2 separate regions of the Mus musculus genome follow, and region 1 is linked to region 2. Evidence: chromatin contacts called from public HiChIP or PLAC-seq data. All regions are on one chromosome and are shown on one strand. Each heading gives the region's core, a stretch centred on a gene start, on an enhancer-like site or on the middle of the called end of the contact. The rest is flanking DNA. Distances are from core to core; before and after follow the strand shown.

Region 1 (4,564 bases), core at 4-2,503, 190 kb after region 2:
ATAAACACCTCTGGAGGGAGGGAATACATAAATGTCTGTACATGGTGAGCTCTCAAGTGCAGAGGCTGCTCTCCGTGCCCTTTCTTATGTGTACAATGCCTGTTTAAAGGCAAGGGCTGCTCACAGGAGGAAGAGCTCATTTCCTAAACTCAAAGAGAGAGAGCAAAGCAGAAATGAACTGAGTAACGTTGTTCTTTACTTTGAAGGATGACTACAAATTGAGTGTATCTGTATAATCTGAAAAGAGATAGATGTAGTCTGTGCACAAGGGCAGGGGCAGCCAGGAGGAAGGCTTAGATGGAAACGAGGCTCACGGGCATCAGCTGCTCAACAGCATCCACCCCTCAGGCATCTGCATGGGCCTCTGGTTGCACACTCCATGCAGCAGCCTTCCGAAGTCTCTGCAGAATCCAGAGCCTGCTTCCCCTTCAGATAAGCCACTGAGGTCAGCGACCCTGTTCTCTTTACGACTTGGAAAGCTACTTGCCAGGTTTTGACTGTTTGCACCAATGTCCACCTAGCCTTGGTCACCACAGTCAAACCACCCAAATTCCAGAGTGCATTCTCCTCCAGCACATAGTAGGAGCAGCATCACCATCATCCTGGTGGTGAGAACGGGCGTGTTCTTATCTTCTCAATTATCTGGTCTTTGAAAATCAGCGGCTCATAGTCACCATGTTACACTGATGGCTCCAAGTTTCATATCAGAACCTTCTAAATTCTCTAAGGACATGCTCTCCATGTCCTTCCTGTTCCCACAATCTCTCCCATCAACAATGGGAGCCTGTCTAGCTGATTCCAAGTCCTCTCCCAGACTTACTTCCCTAAGAGTGTGCACTGTTCTCATAACAAATAAGGCAGGAGCTGCAGAAGAAGTGGACAGGCCATAGAGTTTCTCCTTCTGTCCCAGTCCTGATAGAATCTGAGGAGTGAAAGCCTCCTCTGAGGGTGGCAGCCTTAAGGTCCCACCGAAAGACCCAGTGTGTTCTCTGTGGAGCTAACTGTACAGCACAAAGCATATTGTGTTACAATTGGGCATAGCCTGGGGACAGAGGAGACCTAGGACATGCCTACCTTGGCTCTCTTTCTTTGGCTTCTCTAGGAAGATGCACACCCTGTGACATGGCCTCAGTGAGCCTCAAGTACATTCAGGAGTGTGGGGGACAGACAGAGGCAGAAATGAGCCCTGACCAAAGAGGGTGGGGTGCCATGTACATCACCTCAGTGCCATTCAGACATTCCTTGTGGTGCTATTTTTACCACAGTAGTCATGAAATTGGTGTCAGATGAGCTGGGCCAGTTCCTCGATCTGAGAATGGGAGATAGCAGGGTTCTTTCCAGGGAAATGAGCTGGGGGTGCATGAAGGCCGTTAAGAACATGTTCCCCAAAGCCTTGGGCTGTGTTCCTCCAACAGTCAGAATGGGCTCATCGCCCGCATGAACTTAAACTAACAGACAAAGGTTGAGTATCTTCTGAATGCAAACCTTGAGCAAAACACTTGCGAGTCCGATAAAATGACAATCTGTGGCCCTGGAGGAATCTGCGTTTCCCTGGAAAGGAGTGTCATGCCCAGAGACAGTGTCTGCTGGACTGACTGTCCCAGACACAAGCCCGGGGAGGGACGATGTGTTCTATGTGGCTAGGACTGACTTTTTCAAAGATCAGCAGAGGTATTGGATAGTAGAAGAGAAGAAGTCTCTGGCAGGATGTGGTAAGGAGGAAAATGGCAGACTTTTTTTTTTTAAACACAGGAGTTCTGGTCTAGCACATACCAAGTCCTGAGTTCCTTTCTCAGCACAGCCTAAAGCAACTGTGGTGGAACACAAAGCCCAGTGCTTGGGAGGATAAAGGCAGGAGGGTCTGGAGTTCATGGTCATCCTAGAAGGATGGAAGTCAGCCTGAGCTACAAGAGATCCTCTCTCAAAAGACAAAAGTCTGTACATTTATCCAAAACTTAGCTGCGACCTAGGTTCTCCAGAGGACCCGCGTACACACCTGAAATGAGCATTCCCTCTGGAGGCTCCTTAGTCGAGAAGCTGGGGCAAGAAGCTACCCTTTTCCTCTAAAGGACCTACTTTCTGAGGCTGGGCTCCAGAATTTGTCCTGAGAGCAGAGCCAAGCCATGAGGGTTGGCCTACAAGTGGCAGTGGCAAATTAGGGTGTGAAAATTGGACATAAACTGGGGACCTCCCACAATGGGCTTTGGAATGGAGTGTATAACTAACTCCTGGTTAAGGACCAAGACCTTCCTCACCGGCCACAGGACGTAAGTCTGAATTACATAAGGTTAAATAGAAGCTAGACGCTAAAGCAGAACTTTGTGGATTCTGTAGCTTCCAATCTGGGTTCTAATTTATGCTACTAAATGTCTGGAAATTCAGAGAGAAGTTTAACAACCTAAAATGGGGCATAAAGGGGGAAACAGGAAGAACTGTGCCACCAGGAAGTAGATTCACAGATGTGCTCAGCATCAGGGGGAGGGGTGGTGCTTGGAGGCCTGTTTCTCATTTCCTCTAACCAGGCATTCCAAGCCCTATCCCTGTCCCCCTGTCCCCGTGGATTCACAGGCACAGCCTCTGGTCAGGCACCACCTGTCTGTCATCACCTCTCTGCTACAGGCTTGAGGGAGCCCCGGAGTCAGCTCTGTGGTCTGAATAAAGTGGCAATAAGCTTAATGGCGTCCCAAAATGATGTGACTGAAGCCATCCCCCCTGTGTCTCTAAATAGGGATGAGAGAGGAGATGTCACTGGGACGCCAGGAGGCTTTTGAGATTTTCAAGAGGGACCACGCTGACAGTGTCACCATCGAGGACAACAAACAGGTTCTGAAGCAGAGGTAAGATGGAGTCAGAGAGTTGCTGGTCCCCTCAGGTCAGGTAAGCCAGTCCAGAGACTCTGACCTTCTGAGTCGTCAGCCTACTGTCTGCAGGAAAGATCTAAAGTCTCCATGGTCTCACATTTCCCTGTGTGCACCCTGAGCTTTCCCATCCCAGTACTACTGTGACCCACTTGTAGATCAGGGGTCTACTACTGACGGCAGTAGCTCTATGGACAGTGCTCCCCTTGTATCTAATTCTCAGCAACCTAGGACTTTTTTTCCCCTCGAAGCAGGGTTTCTCTGTGTAGCCCTGGCTGTCCTGGAACTCACTCGGTAGACCAGGCTGGCCTCGAACTCAGAAATCTGCCTGCCTCTGCCTCCCAAGTGCTGGGATTAAAGTCATGCGCCACCACTGCCCAGCGCAACCTGGGACTCTTACAAGTGCCTTCATAATCTCCAGGGGAAAATAAGTCAAGCTGGGGGGGGGGGTGGCTGGGGGCCTGCGGCTAAGTGGGTCACGTGCTTGCTGTGCATGTGTGAGGACCTGAGTTCTAGTTACCAGCACTATGCCCTATAGTCCCAACAATGGAAAAGGAAGAGAGAGAGAGAGAGAGAGAGAGAGAGAGAGAGAAGAGCAGTTCTCTGGGGCTTGATGTCCAGCCTGAGCTGCAGGTTCAAGCCTCAAAAAAAAAAAAAAAAAAAAAGAAGCAATAGAAGACAATGGAATTGGCCTCTTCTTAGGTCCTCCATACGATTGGTTAAAATGGAGACTGGCATGGATAAAAGACTTGATGAGAGATGAAGGCTTAATACAGCCACTACAAAGGAAGGATGAGAAAGCTGACTGGAAGCTGTTTCCCAGGAACAGGAGCATATCTCAGAGTTCATCAGGAGCCCAGTAACACAACACAAGTCCAGCACTCTGGAGAGTGGACTAGACCCTCTTAATCCCAAGAAGTGTGTGCACCTTGTGACCCTATCAATTGTACCTGGAGGGTAAATATCCCACCTGGGCACCTAGCAGGGCAGATAGGAGAACTTTCATGGCTGCACTGCTTATAGCTGGGGATAGTTAAACGTGCTCTCAGTCCCCATGTTAAGCAGTCGACAGGCAATATAACAGAAAATCCATGGGTTAGGATGTAGTGTTGGTGTGATGGATTAGATGCTTGCACATCAACAAGCATAGATCTTAAAGGCAAAACTAGGAAGGAACACAGGTCCAAAAATTTACAAGTGTATTTACCCCAAACCAGAAACCTCCATACAAAAAGATCCACCAGAGTCTACCCTAGGAATGGGGGTAGACAGATGACTCACAGGTAACAGTGATTCCTACTTAAGCATGAAGGCCTGATTTCATATCCCAGCACCCATGTAAAACTCTGCACTTGACCACTCAAGGGCCTCTGACTTCAGTGCCGTGGGGATGGAGCCAGAGAGACCTTACACACACACACACACACACACACACACACACACACACACACAGTCACCCACCAACTATTAATGTTTTGTGTACCTAAGTCTTAAAACCACCAACATGAGCAGCATACTTCATTTTTGGTTCTCTGAAATCATGATGGTTCCTGGCTGCTTTAGGCTTGTATCTGAGACTGGATCTATGTCTGATGGGGAAGCAGATCATAGCTGTCAGGGTGGCTCTATCAAAGTCTTCTCCATACAAAGCTGCCCTGACCTCCAGTCCAGTAGAGTTCTGATAACCTAAGCAGCTATTGGATTTT
Region 2 (4,790 bases), core at 1,552-4,051:
AGTAAATTGGAGAGTCACAGTGAGACCCTGTCACTAAATAAATAAATAAGTAGGTAAATCAAATAATAAGATGATAATAAAGTTCATATGTATGTTTGATTTTGTAGAGTCTAAAAGTAATTAATCTCTAAATTTCTGATGAGTGAATAGCTTTAATCTTCATTTTATCATATTATTAAAATTTTTTAACTCCCTCTTTTTTGTATTTTTCAAATTAGTAGTTGTTATTATTTCAAAATGTCACTTCAGAGGTGTGGTGATATTCATCTGCATTGTAGCACTTGGGGTTTCAAGACAAGGGGACCCGGTGTTCCTGGTCAGCCTGGGCTACATAGCAAGATCATGTCTCAAAATTAAAAGTAATAATTAAAAAAAAAAAGTTTGTTTGGATTTTCCTGACTTTCTGTTTTGTTTGTTTTGGATTTTCCCGATTTTACACCAGTGCCTCTTCTCGCCCCTCCATTTGATTTCCTTGAAGCCATCCTTCTCTTTCTGGCTTGTCTGTGGAGAAGTCTCCATGTTGATCTCCTGGCTGTCTGTATTAGCGAGGCATGGAAGCTTTGCTTGGCTCTGATTCTCAGCCTCTGAAAAACTCCACCATATCATCTTTTACAATGAGCTTTTTAGGAAGTCTGCTTTGATCTTACCGGTCCTTTGTAGGCAGGGGGCCTTCTGGCATTGCTTTGAAGTACCTGTGCCGAGTACTCAAAATGGCCTTAGTGTGGACTGATTTTTTTTGTTTTTAATTCCCCCACTTTGCCTTTCATTTACCTCTTTGTTTTACGCTGTTTCCTTACATGCCTGAAAATTTAATTATGCGAGTAAAGAAAGCTCAGTTAGGGAGAATCCGAAAGTGGATTTGAAGAGGAGCGCTTCTGGGCATGCTCACAGGCTTTCTGCCGGGCATGGTGGAAGAGCCTGGGTCTGCCATTTCCTATTCTGTGCTAATGTGATGCGCTGTAGGACTTTGTATTGTTTCATCTTGTTGCTGGATGTGGTTCCTTCTTGTAGCTTTAAAAACATTCCGAGTCGGTTACCTCGCATATCAGTGTTACTTTGTGGCATGGAGTTGTCTGCCTATGGGGTGCGCATATTCTCTGGATTCGCCCACAATTGCTTGGTAAAAGTACTGAGCAGGAGCCACTGGTCTTTGAAAGCATCGTACAGCGTCAGCGTGTCCATCACTGCTGTTGAGATGCCCCGATGGCATCTCAGCACTCTGTCCCTGGGGCTTTCCCCCAGCGAACTTGCAAGCTCAATCCGATTCAGTTTAGGCATCTCGTCTTCTGAAGAAAGTATGTGTCCCGAGTTCCATGTGAACCACACCAGGGGAGTGAATGCGGAGGAGCCAGCGCTCTCTCTCTCTCTTTGCGCTTCTAGCATCTCAGTCGAAGAAATGTTCAGGTGAGCCACAAGCCAGCCACTTGGCACTCTCTTTCCTGTGTTTGCTAGGGCTGGCTTCTCCTTGACCAGAGAACGTTCAGGACCTCCTCTCTGGTTGTTTTCCTGCTGAACGCAAAACTTGACTTTCTACAGTTCAGAAGTGCATAGAGTCCATACATGGCTTGATTTCTCTATCACCTTTCTGTGTCATTAATCATTAATAAGTTCCTGGTAGTTTGCATTCCTAAAATTTCAGAGTTTCTTTGTGACCGAGTGCTGGAGAGACTGGGCGTGGTTACTTCAGGTTTCCTTGCTCTAACAGTTTTACCTGTAATTACAATGTTCCTCGGAATTCTCTCTTTCAAAGGGAAGCAGTGCAGGATCTAGTGTCAGTGGGAGCCTTTCTGGCCTGATCCTTTTTCTGCTGACCATCTTGGTCAGGGTCCCTGACCTGCTCCAAGATCCTGTCTCACTTTTCTCTAACTGGGTCTTTGAACCTGTATTATACAAAGTAATGATGTGACCGGCTTCACAGAGGCGCTTGGTCTGGGTGAGCTTTGCATTCAGGCTGCTGATTTTTTCCCCCTTTGGAATGCCAGCTACCAGCTTTATCAGGAAGGCTTGTTGCTTTCTGTGTGACACATTTCCCGGCTCCCCCGCCCCCGCTGGTGCCACGTTCACTGCGTGTTCCATGTCCAGTGCTTGCCTTCACCTTTTCCCATGTAGGAATAGGATGAACCCCTATTTACTATATACTACCCGTTCCCCTAATATTAACATTAGTTCTGCTCTTTCCAAATGATGGTTTAAGACTTGGGTAAGCTTTTAAATCAATTATCCTCTCATGCTCCTGACTTGTAAATGTGTGTGTGTGTGTGTGTGTGTGTGTGTGTGTGTGTGTGTGTGTGTGTTGGCCTATGTATGGCATAGAGCTCCTGCACAGGTCAGGAGTCACTCCCTTCCTCCTGCCTTGCTTTGAGGCAGGGTCTCTCTGATTGTTTTGGATGCTATGCTGTGTAAGTCAGGGTTTGCTTTCACTTGTGTGTGGGACCATTGCCCATGGTGTCTGCTGTGAGTCTTTAGCATGTGAGCCCTCTGTTGTGAGTATTCAGCATGTAAGCCCTCAGTATAGCCCACTCAGAGCACACCCAGGGACCTTACAATGGATCTTACAATCTTCCCTTCCTCCACGCTTTCTCGGTGTTTAATCTGTGCCCCGTGCTTTTGTCTTTATGCATTGATGTCCTACAGCAATTAGCACGAAGCTCAGTATGTGACAGAAACACATCGCACATGGAATGGAAAAATCAAATTAGCGACTTCGTAGATTAAAACACGCCCGTGATTGCAGTTGGCACTTCCCCAAACTGCCTGACTAGATGTGAATTTCAGGTTTGAACTAGGCGGCAACCACAGCACCCTCATGTGGTTGGTTTGGGGAGGGCCAGAGGCAGACAGTAAGAGCTGAGTGGGGTCTGTGAGCCAGCCATACCCAGGTACTTGACTTAAGTGGTGCAATCCCAATTGACGTTCTGGTAAGGGGTAACCATACCATCAAATGATTACTCTAGAGATGTAGAGAATGTCTGCTAGGATATTCCTCAAACACTCTCTGGGTCCAGGGCTTCTGTTTTCTCTTTCTCAGAAGACTCGTAAAATCGTGACACATGGTCATGTTGTGAGGCAGAGCCCTATGATCTCCTCAGAGGTCTCCAATGAGTGACAACTTGTTTGTCTATTTCACTAGAGGTTGTGGGTAGGTTTCCCCACTAAAGAACCCTCTCCAGGAGAGCCCCAGAAGAGCAAGTAATCCCTACTCCTGCCTAGCCTGCTCAGAGAGGCAAACAACATGTGTGCGCCACCCTTGGTTTATATCTACAAGTCTAAGCATGCTGAAGGTCCAGGTACCAAGATCCAAACTGGACCACGCCTGCTGACCTTGGACATGACTGGGCTGCACCAACACCTTCAAGCGCCAAGCTGTGCCATCCAAGGTGCCATCATGCCTCTGACACCTCACAAAGATTAGACACACACGCTATTCCCAGCAGCAGTGCCTTCTGGCATCTTGTTTGAGAGAGGCGGGGAAAGTAGTCTGTGGTCAGAGGTTAGCTAAGCTGTAGAAGGATTTCCAGAGCCTGTTGTTGAAGCTAGAATTTTTTTTAAAGTAGCTGGGCATAAGGGGGAGAAGGAACAACTTCAGAGGTAAATATGAGAGGTAAAAATTATGTCAGAGTAAAGGAAGTGGTTGACAAACTCAACGATGTATGACACAGAAACATAAGGGTGGGTGAGCTGCTGTATTCCCAGGAGAGCCTGTCCACCCTGGCTGGGCACATCCACATGTGTGTGCTCCATTTAACATGCAGGGGTGATGCTTAACATCTGCATTCAAAGAGTAAGGGAACGACTTCTGCCCTCTTCTCAGAGCCAGGGAGGAGGCAGGGAACCACAGGAGTAGATTTGTGTCTGCAGAAGTAAATGCTTTGTGAAGTCATTAAGAAGTGACCTTGGCGTCATTTAGCGAGGGCTGTTCTGTTAAGTTTTTTCATCTGTTTGTTTGTCCTGGAGCGGGCTTTTCCACCTTATAATATCAAAGCGTTCCTGGTAAGAAATATTAAGATAATACATTTTAGCCTCTATCTCGAAGATCAAATGTCTGCATAAGTGTTAAGTGAAAATGAAAAGGTGAATAATTTGTTTTTAAAGTGAATTGATTCAAGTTAACTTTTTAGCCATTAAGGAAAATTAAAAAAAAAAAAAAAAGAAATTGCTCAGAGTTTAGCCTCTGAGTAAAGGTCTCAATGATGTTTCCGATGTGGGCTTCTCTCCAGGCCACTTTCAAACTAGTAGATTTCATTTTCCATTACTGAGCAGAGACTTGAACACTATACAGCCACAGAGACACTACTCTACTACTTTGAATCTAAGCTTGAATATTGCTTACAATTATAATGGAAGAGGGTTCCCCAGTTACCTTTGTGTGTTTTTTTTTTTTTTTTTTTTTTTTTTTTTTATTGGAGAGAGTCAGAGGAAAATTATTTTGGAGGAGAGACTGTAGAGACGCAGTCAGGGAACATAGCCAGGAAATGTGTGTCTCTGAGCACAGGGAACCAATGACCATTTAAGCTGGACAGAAGCACTGTGGCTGCTTGATGAGGGGATACCTTCTCATCTGAGAAGGGCTCAAGCAAAGGCTGACCAGCCTTCCACTGGGGGATGCTGGTGAGTGGCAGGTCTCTGTTGCTCATAAGATGTTCAGGATGGAAGAATCTGCAGCAAAGGCTGGGGGTGGTCTAGATCAATATATATATATATGTATGTATATATATATATATATATATATATATATATATACATACATATATATATATATTACTGCATCTAGTCAGTGCCCAACCTCACCT

What was found. HiChIP or PLAC-seq counts read pairs in DNA pulled down with a chosen protein or histone mark.
Region 1: an H3K27ac HiChIP or PLAC-seq map of heart atrium shows a contact between it and region 2, with 6 read pairs. The contact joins two enhancer-like sites. A contact is called at or near these places in 3 of 39 promoter capture datasets (embryonic stem cells, hippocampal neurons and stem cell-derived epiblast-like cells), 4 of 484 Hi-C or Micro-C datasets (embryonic stem cells and nephron progenitors) and 1 of 115 datasets of contacts at active chromatin or transcription factors (heart atrium).

The regions. Positions count from the first base shown.
Region 1 is chr17:49,829,413-49,833,976 of GRCm38.p6, forward strand. It overlaps Kif6 (kinesin family member 6), which reads left to right. Exons shown (of 23, transcript NM_177052.3): 14 at 2,729-2,837. Among named protein-coding and RNA genes, the nearest start is that of Gm16555, 9.9 kb to the left of the region's middle. Within about 2 kb of position 1,254, at least 13 of the 459 cell types and tissues checked have an H3K27ac peak or open chromatin away from gene starts, as enhancers often do. A contact at or near this core is called in heart atrium, where this site is marked.
Region 2 is chr17:49,640,515-49,645,304 of GRCm38.p6, forward strand. The region is part of intron 3 of Kif6 (kinesin family member 6); the gene reads left to right. Among named protein-coding and RNA genes, the nearest start is that of Kif6, 28 kb to the left of the region's middle. Within about 2 kb of position 2,802, at least 8 of the 459 cell types and tissues checked have an H3K27ac peak or open chromatin away from gene starts, as enhancers often do. A contact at or near this core is called in heart atrium, where this site is marked.